4 separate regions of the Zea mays genome follow, and all the other regions are linked to region 1. The links are chromatin contacts, called in public Hi-C maps. All regions are on one chromosome and are shown on one strand. Each heading gives the region's core, a stretch centred on a gene start, on an enhancer-like site or on the middle of the called end of the contact. The rest is flanking DNA. Distances are from core to core; before and after follow the strand shown. Region 1 holds the start of LOC100192575 (iron ion binding protein). Region 2 holds the start of LOC100192922. Region 3 holds the start of LOC103634916 (NAC domain-containing protein 75). Region 4 holds the start of LOC100147733.

Evidence for each region. Hi-C and Micro-C count contacts between places; a contact is called where the count stands out from the background.
Region 2: a Hi-C map of bundle sheath shows a contact between it and region 1, with 3 times the contacts expected there. The contact joins the promoter of LOC100192922 here to the promoter of LOC100192575 in region 1. A contact is called at or near these places in 5 of 25 Hi-C or Micro-C datasets (bundle sheath, ear, endosperm and 2 more).
Region 3: a Hi-C map of endosperm shows a contact between it and region 1, with 2.8 times the contacts expected there. The contact joins the promoter of LOC103634916 here to the promoter of LOC100192575 in region 1. A contact is called at or near these places in 4 of 25 Hi-C or Micro-C datasets (bundle sheath, ear, endosperm and 1 more).
Region 4: a contact with region 1 is called in a Hi-C map of endosperm, with 2.4 times the contacts expected there. The contact joins the promoter of LOC100147733 here to the promoter of LOC100192575 in region 1. A contact is called at or near these places in 10 of 25 Hi-C or Micro-C datasets (ear, endosperm, leaf and 4 more).

Annotation. Positions count from the first base shown.
Region 1 is chr8:21,571,965-21,575,422 of Zm-B73-REFERENCE-NAM-5.0, forward strand. It overlaps LOC100192575 (iron ion binding protein), which reads right to left and starts at 1,934. Exons shown (of 11, transcript NM_001137790.1): 1 at 1,598-1,934; 2 at 489-684; 3 at 115-213. The coding sequence starts at 1,684.
Region 2 is chr8:21,742,491-21,745,948 of Zm-B73-REFERENCE-NAM-5.0, forward strand. It overlaps LOC100192922, which reads left to right and starts at 1,887. Exons shown (of 7, transcript NM_001138106.1): 1 at 1,887-2,361; 2 at 2,473-2,594; 3 at 2,686-2,881; 4 at 3,176-3,293; 5 at 3,387-3,434. The coding sequence starts at 1,969.
Region 3 is chr8:21,418,565-21,422,022 of Zm-B73-REFERENCE-NAM-5.0, forward strand. LOC103634916 (NAC domain-containing protein 75) reads left to right here and starts at 1,613. Exons shown (of 9, transcript XM_020542516.3): 1 at 1,613-1,818; 2 at 1,893-1,988; 3 at 2,061-2,189.
Region 4 is chr8:21,701,471-21,704,928 of Zm-B73-REFERENCE-NAM-5.0, forward strand. It overlaps LOC100147733, which reads right to left and starts at 1,875. Exons shown (of 16, transcript NM_001301657.1): 1 at 1,741-1,875; 2 at 260-509; 3 at 78-182. The coding sequence starts at 164.

The DNA of each region.
Region 1 (3,458 bases), core at 684-3,183:
ACATTCGTTAAACGAATGTAAGAACAAAAATGAATGATTCTTGAATAGAAAAACTTTATTCATGAGTCATCTAGTTTTGTAAATGGTATCTCTACGAACAGGAAAGAGCTTTACCTTTAGAAGGCCACTGATTTGGACCATAAAATGGCCTGTTTGCTTCTGGATCATCTGCAGGTACCTCAACTCCAATATAATATCCTTCCTTGTAGTCACCTGAAACAGATTATAGAGATGATAATAAGAATGTGTAAAATATGGAACCAAAAATAGCACAACCATAAGCGAAGGACATCCAGGATTCCAGAATAAAGTGTGGTTTTCAGTTTCTCAGTGCAGTTGCCCTTAGATTTTTTTAATGTCCTATCCTTTGAATTTAATACTGTAATAACTTGACAAGATTTTTCATCACTAGCAGCTCTCTACCATAGATGGCCCATGAAAAAACTAGATTTATGTGCAGCAACAACCGTGGAGTTTGAATAACTTACCATTAACTTGATTTTCAGGATCAAGAATTTCATCTAGCATGGGTGTGTACCCTCTATTCTTCTCGTCTCGGAGAAGCTTCATTTTCTCACTATGAGGAAGGTCAAAGAACTTCTTGCTCTGGGCAAAAACTTCATCCATGAACTCTTGGCTTATCCCATGATCCACAACATAGAAGAAGCCTGAATCCAGGCATGCCTACCAAATAAAAACATTGTTTTCAGGAAGAAGAGTATGATACAGAGCTTTTTTACGAACAGAGCCAACAAAGATTTGAGCTGTCAAACATGGAAACTTCAATATCATGCACACTAGATTTTTAGTGGTTCAAGACTAAATTATAGACAGTCAAGAGGCAACAAACTGAATGAAGTGTGGCTCGGGAAACAACTATCAGAAAATCTAGAAAAGAAACAAGCAGATGCATGCCATACATCACTGCCTTACTATATACCAATTCCAAAATAACATGCAAAAACCGAAAAATGGTAACATGCATTTACATGGATTGTGCCATAGAGGCAAGATGTACTTTTGGCATAATCAAGGAAATAAAAATGTACACTAAGACAAATAAATTATCCAAGTTGATAAGGATCCACCTAATAAAGAGAACCAATTATACCCAAATATTTTCGGGGGCAAAGTTGCTGCCTTTTCTGCTGACGAACCTAACAATAGAGATCTAAAGAAATTGCAAGATGGCAGGTTAGCAGGTCACACTCGTCAGCACAATATAAACGAACCTTTAGTTTCCAAAGGGATGAGATTTGAAGGTACAATTAACTAATTAAGTAATATACTAGATGAAAGCAACAGGTGAGCGATGGTAGTGCAACTAGTGTAATATATTGGAGATTTGGACAAGAGTGAAATACATGTTCTTGTGGAGCATGTGCACTGATAGTAAACCAATTCTATTAACCTGCCTTACGACTAGCGAAATAAATAAATAAATAAATAACAGACATAAGAACAATCAGGCTCCTACCCTCCTACCTTATGAAAAGAAACAAGATTCCCGAGAAAGGAAGTTCCAAGCCCTCTGCTATTCAGACAATCAGACACTTGTGTCGACCAAACTTGCGGAAATCAAGAAAGAACCGCGGACCTGCTTGAGGAGCGCCACTGATTTCTGGACGTTCGGGTCCGCCAGGCTGATGCAATTCAGGTTAGTCCTCGAGATCGGGCTCTCCATGCTCTGTGCGCTTCTGTTTCCCTCCGAGGCTCTGATCTCTCTTGGATTTACCGCTCTTCTATTGCTCCCGCCGCCGGCGCCGCCTACCCTTCTCTCTGGTAGCCGCCTACGCTCAGGCTCAGGCAGAGCAGGAGTTGCCGGATTGGAATGGTCTGGCGAGACAATTTATAGGGTGGACGAGTCTGGAGACGAAGGTTGGTCGAAAAAGGTTGCAAAAGGGAAAAAGGTTAAAGCCAAGACGAGAAGTCCGATAGCGCATTGGCACAGGGACCCAATCTCTTGGTGGCCACCAGGTGCCTGGGTCTTTGGACCAAGAAAAACAAATCACTTCGTTGTATTCTACTGGCATTTCCTACTCCATTTGGGTCTGAAAGTAACATTAAATTAGGAACAAAAATAGGCATTAGATTCCATAAGTTGAAAATAAATATTAACGGTTAAACTTAGATCAGATTAGTGATATTTGTCGTAAAAAAGTAAAGTAAAAATGACATGCCTGTGATTTAACATTTTAGGAATTTCTACCTTTGCTTAACACTTTATTTATGCTTTAGCTTTACTTGCCGATAGAATATCCCCAACTCAACAATGGGCGGGTCATATTGCACGCAACCAAATTTTCTATCTTTTTTTTTGCGGGTGGTGAATATGAATGCTCATGCAAAATAATTATTTATGCATTTTTATCTGAGGGAATCAAATCTAGTCAGCTATATTCGACGGGCCACTCACATCTCAGAGCAGCCAATTTTTCTTAAAATTCTGTTCCCCAAAAAAGACCGGTAGGGAAGATGGTTGTTTAGTTTTTCTCGTGTCACTTGTATAATCTAAGGGAATATATTTTGTGCATATGGTACATATGGTACATACATTAAATTATAATTGTCCATATCCGTATATTTTAAAAAGAAAACCCTCCACCATTATCCACCATCACTTCTATCATGTTTGTAGAGTATTTTTTGCAAAGTATATAGGACAACAAGGACGTTAAATCTAACATAGACAATCATGGTTTAATATGTGCACTAGATATATTTTCCATAATATAAAGTGTCTTCTTTTTTATACAGTTGATTTTTTATTTAGGGTGATAAAATCATTGTTAGATTAGATAGCCATTTAGCGTATTTAGGTCTCATTGGGCAACAATCTCCTTGCTCCACTCCACGAGATAAGCCATGAAGTGCTATCAAGCGATGTCACTCCACTGCTCTTGGTGATGTGCACTGTGCGGTCTAGGGTAGAGAGCAGGAAAAACTTGCTTCACTCTCACTTTGCTCCTCAATGTCTTCCTCCCGCCGTCATTTTTGTCTCTCACAATGCCTCACCTGCCTCCTGTGATGCTCTCCCATATCTATCATTATTCTTCTATGATATATTTGACATTGGCTCATTGTCGAGACCAATCCTATGTTGTTAATATCTATATCGTCATTATCGATCGAGCTTGATGAGATCCAACACATCGTCATCAAGCTTGCTAAGATTGCGCATCGTCATGTATCCTCTTCTTCTACCAGCAGGTTCAAAGGTATACAAACGACATCGCTTTGGGTCTTAGGAGGAGCGAGGATGAGAAGTGGCCCCTAGAGATGCTACCCGGTGGGTGTAGGATCTAGGACACCGGCTAAAGGGGGGTGAATAGACGGTTTTGACTAAAATAAAAAACATTAGGAAAATTTAATCAATATAACAAGAGGTATAAATTCTCTAGTGATAACCTATCACAAGTAAACAATCTATGAGAATCAACTAGTGAGATTGAAAACTT
Region 2 (3,458 bases), core at 637-3,136, 170 kb after region 1:
ACGCTGCAGAACCAACCTGGAGATGCCCTGGCGCCGGCCGCGCGGCGGACAGCTCGGACTCGGTTCAGAACTTTGTTGGCAGAATGTTTAGTTCCGGCGTCGGACCCTCATCTTCTTGCTGTCGTAGATGAGGCGTTTGGGGACTGGTTACTGAATATTGATTACATATTTGTTCTTTATTATTACTAGTGTGTGTCAGTGTGTGTAGTGACTCAGTTGCTCACGGTCATGTGAGGCTTATTAGTCGCTTAGCTTCTGATGATCCATTGTTAAAAGAAAGATTCCAGTCCATGCCTAACAGTTTCAGGCAGTGGTAGAACGGAGGCTGGATCTTGCCTGCCACTGCCACCAACCACTACTGAACCACAACGCTTCATGAGCGGCAGTGGGCCGTGGCATCCTCGGCGAATCTCAGCCGCAGCTGTATCATATCGATCCTCGCCTCTCGCCGGCAGCCGGCCGGGAGCTCACGGCGGGGCAGACGGGTCCGGTCTGCTATGGCTCCGGTCACTGGTCAGGCGCGCTGCCCAGCGCATCCTCCTCGCCCTCGCCCTCGGCTGCCGCAACCGGCCGTCGCTGCCGGAGTCGCCGCCACTTCCTCCAGCTGCTGCGGATGTAACGTCACTGAACTCCAACTCGTAGCCTCCTCTCTCTCTCTGCTCCTCCTCCTCGAGTGTTCGTAACGGGGTGGCGTACGTACGAGTGGATAAGGTTTTAGATATGATTACTGCCCCCGGTTCGTGTATCGTGTCCTCGTCTTCCAGCAATGGCTGGGGGTGTGGTTTTAGCGGACCTCATCATAATCTGAACCGACGCAAATTTGCAAGTAAGAAACCAATGCGAATTTGTGTTTCTTTGTCGTTTTAAGCCATTTTAAGGCTCAGTTCGATGGCTCAGGTGCATGTGGCGTGACGAGATTATCCACAAATGTTTTCTCTAAATTCTTTCTCTATATTATTTTTTTCACATTAATAATATTTCTTCTTCTATTTTTTTATCTCCAGTAATGATTCCTCCTATATTCTTCTCATATACCCACTACAACCATAAAATATTATCTTCCATACCTATTTATTATATACAACTATTTTTCCACTATAAAAAAATAACACGGTGCACGAACTTCGAGGGTAAGTGGGCTGGCTCCAAGCCGCCAGATTTGGTGGAATCCTTTGTTGCGTTAGGCTAATCACAGTGAAGATTTCATGTCTCTATTTTTAAAAATAACACATCAGTTTTATGGATAAATGAAACATCTTTTCTCAATAGAAAGTTTCATCTTACTATTTCATATGTCAACATACTTCTTAAATGCTGCATATAAATAACCAATAGGATTTACTCAATTATATGAAGATGAAACAAAACACTCTCAGTGAAGGTTTCACACAGTTTTCAAGACCTTGGAAACGAGTTAACATGGTTTCATCCCCATAAAACTCTATGAAACTCTTCCTTCTTAAATGATGTGACATGTTATTAAAATAGCTGATTATAGCAGACTAATTAATACATGAAACACTTCATAAAACATCTATTGTGATTAGCCTTATTACTCTAGCCGATAGGGGAGGCTGAAGAGTCACGCTAAACACCTACACTGTAAGAAGACGCGAAGAGGCACGCTAAACACCGGTGCAAGGAGAGGCTGCGCCGTGCGCTGCAGGCAGTCTGAGTCCACAAGTCATGGTACACGTACACGTGATGAGTCCCCACGTGTGCCCTTTGCAATCACCGCTGGCGCCTGACGTGGCGCCAGAAGCTGTCGCCCCTGGAAGCTTTGAGTGGATTTGTTTTTTTTCCACCGATCCCGATTCGGATCCGATTCCGCGGCAGGCGGCATTCCCAGCCTCCCAAACCCATTTCCCTCTCCGATCAAATCAAATCAAACTCAAACCGACACGGGACCCACGCCGCATCTCCGCCTCCGCAGATCGCCGCCGCCTACACGCGCCCCTCCGCGCGCCGATGGCCGCCGCGGACCCGCCGCCGCGCGGGGAGGCCGCGCCCGCGCTGAAGCGGAGCGCCAGCATCGACCGGATACCGGCGGACGCGCGCCGCATCCTGCACCGCCTCGCCGGGGACCTCTGGGGCGGCGACGTGGACCCCGGCGCGCTGGCCGTGTCCCAGCTCAGGGGCGCCATGACCAACGAGGTCTTCCGGATCACCTGGCCCGGCGGCGAGGCCGAGGGCAACGGCCCGCGCAAGGTGCTCGTGCGCATCTACGGCCGGGGCGTCGAGGTCTTCTTCGACCGCGCCGACGAGGTCCGCACCTTCGAGTGCATGTCGCGCCACGGCCAGGGGCCCCGCCTCCTGGGCCGCTTCGCCAACGGCCGCGTCGAGGAGTTCATCAACGCCAGGGTACACTACGCCTCTACCACCCTAAATGCGTGATGTGTCTGCTCGGATCCGTTCCGCGGTTGTTTCTTGTCATGGCTCACTCGCGCGTTGCTCGCGTCCTGGCCTTGCCAGACCCTCTCCGCCGCGGATCTGCGCGACCCGGAGATGTCCGCGCTGATTGCCAGGAAGCTGCGCGAGTTTCACGATCTCGACATGCCTGGACCTAGGGACGTGTCATTGTGGCAGAGGCTCAAGTATGCCATTGTTTCTTTTCTTTTTTTATTTTTGTGGGAAATGTGCTTGAATTCTGATCCCAATCTGATTGCTTGGTGTTGTATGAATCAGGCGGTGGCTTGGGGAGGCTCGTGACAGGTGTTCTGAGGAAGAGTCTAACCAATTTCAGCTGAATAAACTAGGTGATGAGATTTCAGTGCTGGAGAAGACGCTCTCGGGGCTCCAACAGTCAGTAGGATTCTGCCATAACGATCTGCAGTATGGAAATATTATGATATATGAAGAGACCAGACAAGTCACCTTGATAGTAAGTTTTATAAAATGAGAATCTATTCTCATTTTTCACTTAAAACCTATTCCGGCGCCTATCTGCATAATTCTGGGTAAAATTTACAGGATTACAATTTTCCTGTATGTTATCATGAAATTTTAGGAATGGGGACACATATAAGTAAAACAGAAAAAAAATCTAGGTTTGCTGAGCAATGCTAGCAATAAGGAACAACTTGACAGACCTGCGAGGAGTTCTTGTTCTACCAAATCTTAGACCATGTTATTCCTGTAACTTAATGCCGCCTTGTTGATCTTTTATTCTCTGCAGGACTATGAATATGCGAGTTTTAACCCAGTCGCATTCGACATTGCTAATCACTTCTGTGAGATGGCTGCTGATTACCATACATCAACACCACATGTGTTGGATTTTACGAAATATCCTGGTTAGCTTCACTTATCACAATTTGCGTTGATAGATATCTTGCTATTGAAGTTACGTTTGCTGCTTGATTTCACTGCTATCTGCACTGTTTCAGACACTGGGGAGCAGAGAAGATTCGTTGAGGCATACCTTAGCTCTGCAGGTAACCACAATGCAAGGAATTCGA
Region 3 (3,458 bases), core at 363-2,862, 150 kb before region 1:
ATCAGTGATTTTGTAGCCTTGCTTTTCCGCATCCACTCTCAGCATAGCGACTTCCTGGCAGATCAGAAAGTTTCTGCAACTTGTTAAGTATCTCGTTAATTTTCGCTGCATTTCCTTGCGTGTTTGGCTCGCGTGTTCTATCATCGGAGTAGACTGCTCCCAATTCCATCACAGAAAAGCGGGGGAATTCCTCCCGCGGGTTTGCACTCAGCGAGTGCGAAACTGCCAATAAGTGATGGCGGGAAGTACGCTAGGCATGCGCATAGCTTCGGTCACCTGCTCGATGAAATGCCGGTGTCAGTTCATAAATAGCAGTTGTTGCAGCTGGCCTGCCCCCTCCCCCTCCCCTGAAGATTTGCTCGCACAAGGCTGTCAGATGGTCCATTGTGCCTTTGTCGGGCTGTTCCTCTATGCGTTGGGCATAAGCATGGTGGTGTGGCCGTGTGGGCCAAGCTGCCGTGGGCAAATCGGGATTTGGGGGCAGAGTTTGGTGCATGAGTAGGGTTGGTTGGTACATGCAGGTGATCGGTCGCTGTGAGCGTAGGTGGTACAGGTCGTTGGTTGTTTGGATCGTACTTTGTGAGCAGTTAGTGCTGTTGATCGGATCACGACCTCGTACCTGGTAGAAGGCACAGATCAGGCGTGCAAACTGTACGAGGCCTCGTGCGTGGTAGTCGTCTGTAGCTGAAGGCAGGTATGATTTTTTTTTTTACTGAACTTACAATTCAGTGTTTGTCATTGCATAAGCGGTAGCTGGTAGCGAAAGGTTGCTAGTTAGCTAGTCTCCTGGTGTTAGTTTCATTAGAGAGGCAACGCAAATCACCTTTGCCAATGGTCGATTGGTTACTCCAAAGTGCAAACACATCTTATATCACTTGTTAGTTAAGGCGCATCGTAAATCTGACAAAATGGCACCCAGTTCTGCCACCTGCTGATGATGAGCATGTGTGGAGCGCGAAACAGATAGTGCTGTTTGTTCCACTCTGAGCTTTTATGAACTGCTTGCTCTTTTGCTAACAGCATTGGAAGCCGATGAGCAGTAGTGATGTTCATTTAGCTAGCTAGCTGTTAGCTATTTTAGTTCCTTCAACAAACCTTTCCTGCGCCCCTGTCTGTTCTGTCGACAGCACATTAACATAAGAAACCCAGCTGAGCACGCCCAATGGCAGGAAACAAGAAGAAGCTAATGGCTCGATCAGGCCTTTTTCATACCCCCACAATTTTAGAACTCGGGTTCACAGTATTCTGAAGTACGTAGCTGATACATAAGCCTGGAAAACAGCACAGCCAGTGGGATGCAATCGTTTGTGACACTGCCAGGCAGAAATATATGGGAGGCATCAGTAAAGCGCGCCTCTCAATGCATTCCTCTCATGCATGTATGTGATGTAATGTTGCTTCTTCCCATAATGCCGCAGCTTGTTCCAGTTTGATGATCTAATGATTGTTGCTACCCCCTTTTAGGTATACGTACGTACACTTAAAATAAGGGGGTGTTTGGTTTTAGGGACTAATCTTTAGTCCCTTCAATTTTATTCTATTTTAGTTCCTAAATTATTAAATATGGAAACTAAAATAAAGTTTTAGTTTCTGTATTTGGTAATTTAGGTACTAAAATGGTATAAAATAGAGGGACTAAAAATTAGTCCCTCTAAACCAAACACCCCCTAAGCATCGAAGGGAAGGAAGAAGCATGTGCTTGTTGAAGCCCGTGCCCTGATGATGATGATGTCGAGAGAAGTCCTCATGGCGCGCATGGGAGGGGGGATGACCTGTGCTGTCTGCCCAAGTCCCGAGCACGACCGGCCCTAGCAGCAGGTGCGAATAGCCGCACGCACGCACGCATGGTGTTCATCATACTATATCCGCTGTCGTTTTCGCGTGGCACGCAGGCTAGCCGGCCGGTGCGATCAACTGTAAAAACCGCGACGCGCCAACGCTCTCGGCTCCTGGAGCTGATCGGCCGTTCTCGTCTTCCTCTCGCCCAGGTAGCACATCTGTTGTCACGGAATGTGTCGAGAGGTCGATGTAACCCGGGCCTGTTTGACTGATCTTGGCAGGTCGCGCCGCGCAAAGGGAGCTGCGACCGATGGACCGTTGAACAACGCGTCTGCTCTGCTACATATACATTGATTCAGCTGAACGGTCGTGTTTCAGAGAGAGATGACGGCTAAGAGCCTAAGCTACAGGTCAGTCATATGCACTACATATACGGTTTCTTTAAATAAAATCCGTTTTATCTTTTTAGTTGATTCATACAATACTTAATATTCATTATTATATATTTGAACATAGACATAAAATATAAGAGCTAAAACAACTAATATTTTAGAATAGAAGGAGTACACAAACCAACATGAGTTAAAGTTGTTAGAGGAAAGCGCTTTATTCATAGAGACCACGGTTCTGGGGTCTGTTGCTTTCAGTAAATTAAAGCCAGAAAAACAACACACATATATGCTACTACGGTTTACTCATGGCATTATTGATTAGGATACGTATTTGCTGCGACCTGAGCATCAGCGATTGCGCGCCCACCAAGCAAATGGGATGCCAATTATTGCGTGGGTGGCGACGGATCCGTCGGTTGGCCAGAAGCGCGACTCCAAGTGTATGCCGGTAGCGCAACAGACCTCTCGACCGACCTGCTGGCATACGTACGTGCCTAGTCAAACGTGAGCCCTTGCTGATTAGTCTGAACATTTATGAGCCCAGGCCCAGCCCGAATGCGCGAACGAGGTGGCACACTGGCACTGCTTGCTGCATCACTGTTGTGTGTGGGTCTTGGGAGTCTTGACTCCCTGAGTCCTGACAGACGACAACGAGAGAGGGCGCATCAAGTTAACACAACCAAGATGACATGACACACGGCGACGACGCACGGAACGATCGCCGCCGGGCGGAATGCGGGGCTCCTCCGTCCCGTCCGATGGCCGCGCGCGCGTCGTCCCGCGAGACGTCGTGTCGGCATTGGGAGGAGTTGTCAGGTCATCGTGATGGGCCCCCCCCATGAGAGGCACAATGCAACACGCGGCGAGGTGGACCGGTCGACGACATCGCTTGGATTGCCCTGCCTAACGTGGCTTGGCTTTATACTCTTGCTTTTCTTTTAATTATTTATAAAATGAATTCCCTTCCTCCTCCTCCTTCTCGTGGGATTGGATGGAGTGAGACGAAAGGGAAGAGAAGGCCAGCAGCAGCAGCCAGCTGCTGACCATGGCCGGGACCTGCTGCTGGGTGTCCAAGTCCAACCCAAGCAGCTGGCCCTCTCGCGCCTTCTCGGACCGGACGCCGCCGTGGCATCGTCGCGGTCTGGTCAGGTTTCATGCTCTGTTCTGCCGCTGGGGGTCTCCATACATGACAATTGACAGCAACGGGAGGGGAGCCCGAGCCACAGGGATAGCTGAACGGTGGTGCACTGGTGCCGGGGCAATTGCGCCTGGGAGGCTGGGCCCCAG
Region 4 (3,458 bases), core at 625-3,124, 130 kb after region 1:
AAAAGTGTTTGTGAACTACATCAAGTATCATGAAAATTATAGCATAGACAACAAAACTCAATAAGCAAGAAAGACACCTGCTTCTGCTCCGCATCGAGGGGTGGAGGCCAGTACAATGATGTGAACTGGAGCCCATCAATCCACTTCACATTTGAATCTGACATGCTTGGTAGCTCAAGAGCCTGCCCAAGAAACTAGAAAGGCTCTCAAAGGGAAAGAAACAAATTACACACAGCGATCCAATAACCAATAAGAGCACCTGTAATCAACAACTTGTTGAAGTTGACAATCAGTTCATCCATCTATGCCACCAAAGCCCTACTCTTAGTAAGACATTCACATTTGAATCTGACATACTTGCCTCGAAACCAAGAAACTTTCAGTAGGACACAAGTTCTCCTAAGTGTACAGTTAACTTCTTCAATCAACCCCCACAGAGGGGGGGTCTGCATCCCCAACGTGAATGAGTATCATATCAACCAAACTCAAACATAGTTGCTTGAAAACCTCTGCATTAAAAAAATATGTCATAAGAAGAATAGGGGCAATTGAGTAATACTGAGAAGTGAGGATTAGTATTTAAGAACGAAGAAACTAAACAGCAAATACAGTAACTAACAAAAGAAATGAAAAGTAGCTAAAAAAAGTGTGCAATCTGCTAATAGACCTTTCAGAAAAAGTAAACAATAAATGCATGATCAAATAAAAGTATTACCAAAATAGGGGACGAGAACCTTTCACTTATCTTTTTAAGGCAGTAATTTTCACTTAACAACAAATATAGGCATTAATTTTTTAAGGCAGTACTTGTCTGATATTTCAGCGCCAGAATCCAAAATGGACACTTAAAACTAGTAAACTACATTCCTGGATCACATAAATGAAGAATCAATTTGGTAAAAGAGCATGTTGAAATAATCAAGGTGACGGGTTTTTTCAAAACCGTCGGAAAAGGGGAAGGCGGTTTGGGAATCAGCTATTTACCCTTTTAGAAAGTTCATACAGGTTCAGCAATTTCGAGGACTCAACTTATCACCTAATTTCCTGTAGTAATGAACAATTCGTAGGGATGGGATGGCTGAAATGGAAGTTCAAGGTAAGATCTTTCTATTTTGGATCAATAATCTTGTATGCTCAACTTGTGTGTTTGTAGTACAAGTTAAGGTCAGTAAATGTCTGCTACAGTTCCTCGTTAGAAAAAAATACAATCAGACAAACAATATAACCAAAGCAGACATGTTAAATTAAAGGACTAACAGCCTTTACTACACACAATTCCAAGTGATTATGCCCACCCCTATATAACTTCTCCACAACCGTAGGTACGCGTACGTATCCTCCACAGTTTTTTGGGGACATAATTCTGTGACACCGCCGTAAATGGCGAGGCCCAGCCCAAATCCACACTATTTGCAATCAAGGAGCTAAGACGGTAGTAGCCGAAACTAAAAACCCACAGAGATTTTTAGTCAAGTGCATCCCCGACCCATCGATCCGTCGAGGCTAGCCAAAACAGTCAATTAAATCAGCTCAACCCCGCCGCCAAAGTTTAAACTCTTCGTCGTTCAATCCTCCGCGTCTCCAGTAAATCTATCACCAGAACCTGCTCCTAAAAATACCTACGAATCCAGCCGAGCAGTTGGCGCCAGTAGCCGCGAACAGACAGCCGTAAATCATCAACGGGCGAAACCCGCACAGAAAAAACGAGATCCGCACAGGGGAAAAAATCAGGAGCGCTACCTCGACGGAACGCGCTCTAATTCGAGGCTCTCCACGGGCAGCCGGCGGCGTCGGCGCGCAGATTTCGGAGCGGGCGGTGGGCGAAGCGGAGGGGAAGAGAGAGAAATGGCGAGGAGCGAGGAGAGGCGAGAAAAAGATTTTTTCCGCGATGCAGGGCGTGGTGGTGGTGCGGCCGCGTTATTTCACCCGCGCGCTACAGGTGGAGGCCCCACGCGGATGGCTGCAGTCACCGACAGGTGGACGCGGGCTATGCACGGGCCCACGCGTCGGCGAGCGGCCGCGGGTGCGGGGGAGGGAGATACCTGTTCGGTGGGCTGGGGTTGTGGGCTGGGGTGGGGAGATCGCCTCCTGGCGCTGCTGACATGGCCTTGATATTTTCGGAGGGGGCGGGCATGGCATGGGTGCATGACCCTCTCCATGCCATGCGTCCACCATCCGCATGCCGCACTCAAAATGTGATTTGCACCTCAGTTTGAGAGTTTAGTATGTTTTAATAGCCCGTGTCCGGTGCTGCTTTTTTCGGTGCTTCAATTGAACACCGATCCTTGTCAAAAACAAAGTCAGCACTGACGGCGACGGGTGTTTTTGGACTTGTGATTTGGTGGACGCGCGCATAGATAGTTTAGTGATTTTCGTAACAGATACTATCCGACTATTATATTAGTAGGTGATGTCAGTGCGTTGCAACGGAAATATATAATAATACGATAATTTATATATAAAATATGTGTTATACCGTTATAGAAAAGGTTTCATAATATATTTGTGATCCTAGTCGTACATAAATCTTGTTATTTTAATCTAGTCATTTCACCACTACATTGCAATCATCAGTATCATGCAGACTTTGATATATGTCACGGTCTCATCATTGAACAACACGTCTCATACCTACCGTAAGAAGTTCCTTCTACATTGGCAGTCATCAAGCACGCACCACCATACGCGCTTGTTTAAACAAAAAAGGCAAGTATGTGTTTGCGAAGAGAATTAAGGCAAGACGGCATAAAAGCTACTCCGACGGTGGCAAGGATGATAAGCTGGTCATTGTTGTCGGTCCTACTATGCGTCACCTCCGGTGCCGAGATGATGCCATAGTTCTTTATACAGTAGTCGTCGAACGCACGCGACATGGCGAGTACCAATTACTCTTCATTGAGCTGTCAGACGAAGTGCACCCCGGGCTCATCAGCAAGGTAGTACACATAGTCGTTGCACCATCGGATGCGCTACTCCTCTACATACATCATGTTCGAGAACACTTACAACGTCAGCAACGGTCGTCGTCCCAGTGCACAAGTGTCGGGGACCATAATTAGGGGTACCCTCAAGACGCCTAATTCTCAGCTGGTAACCCCCATCAGCATAAAGCTGCAGAGGCCTGATGGGTACGATTAAGTCAGGGATCAGTCCATGCGAGTGACTCGATCACGCTTCACCCGAGCCTAGCCTCGGACTCGGGCAGCCGACCTCGAGGGACTTCCGTCTCGCCCGAGGCCCCCCTTTTTACGGCGGACACATCTCCGGCTCGCCCGAGGCCTTGGCTTCGCTAAGAAGCAACCCAGACTAAATCGTCGCACCGACTGACCGAGTTGCAGGGGCATTTAATGCAAAGGTGGCCTGACACCCCTATCCTGACGCGCGCCCCCCGGCAGAGCCGAAGTGACCGCCGTCACTCCGCTGCTCCACTGACCGGTCTGACAGAAGGACAGCGTCGC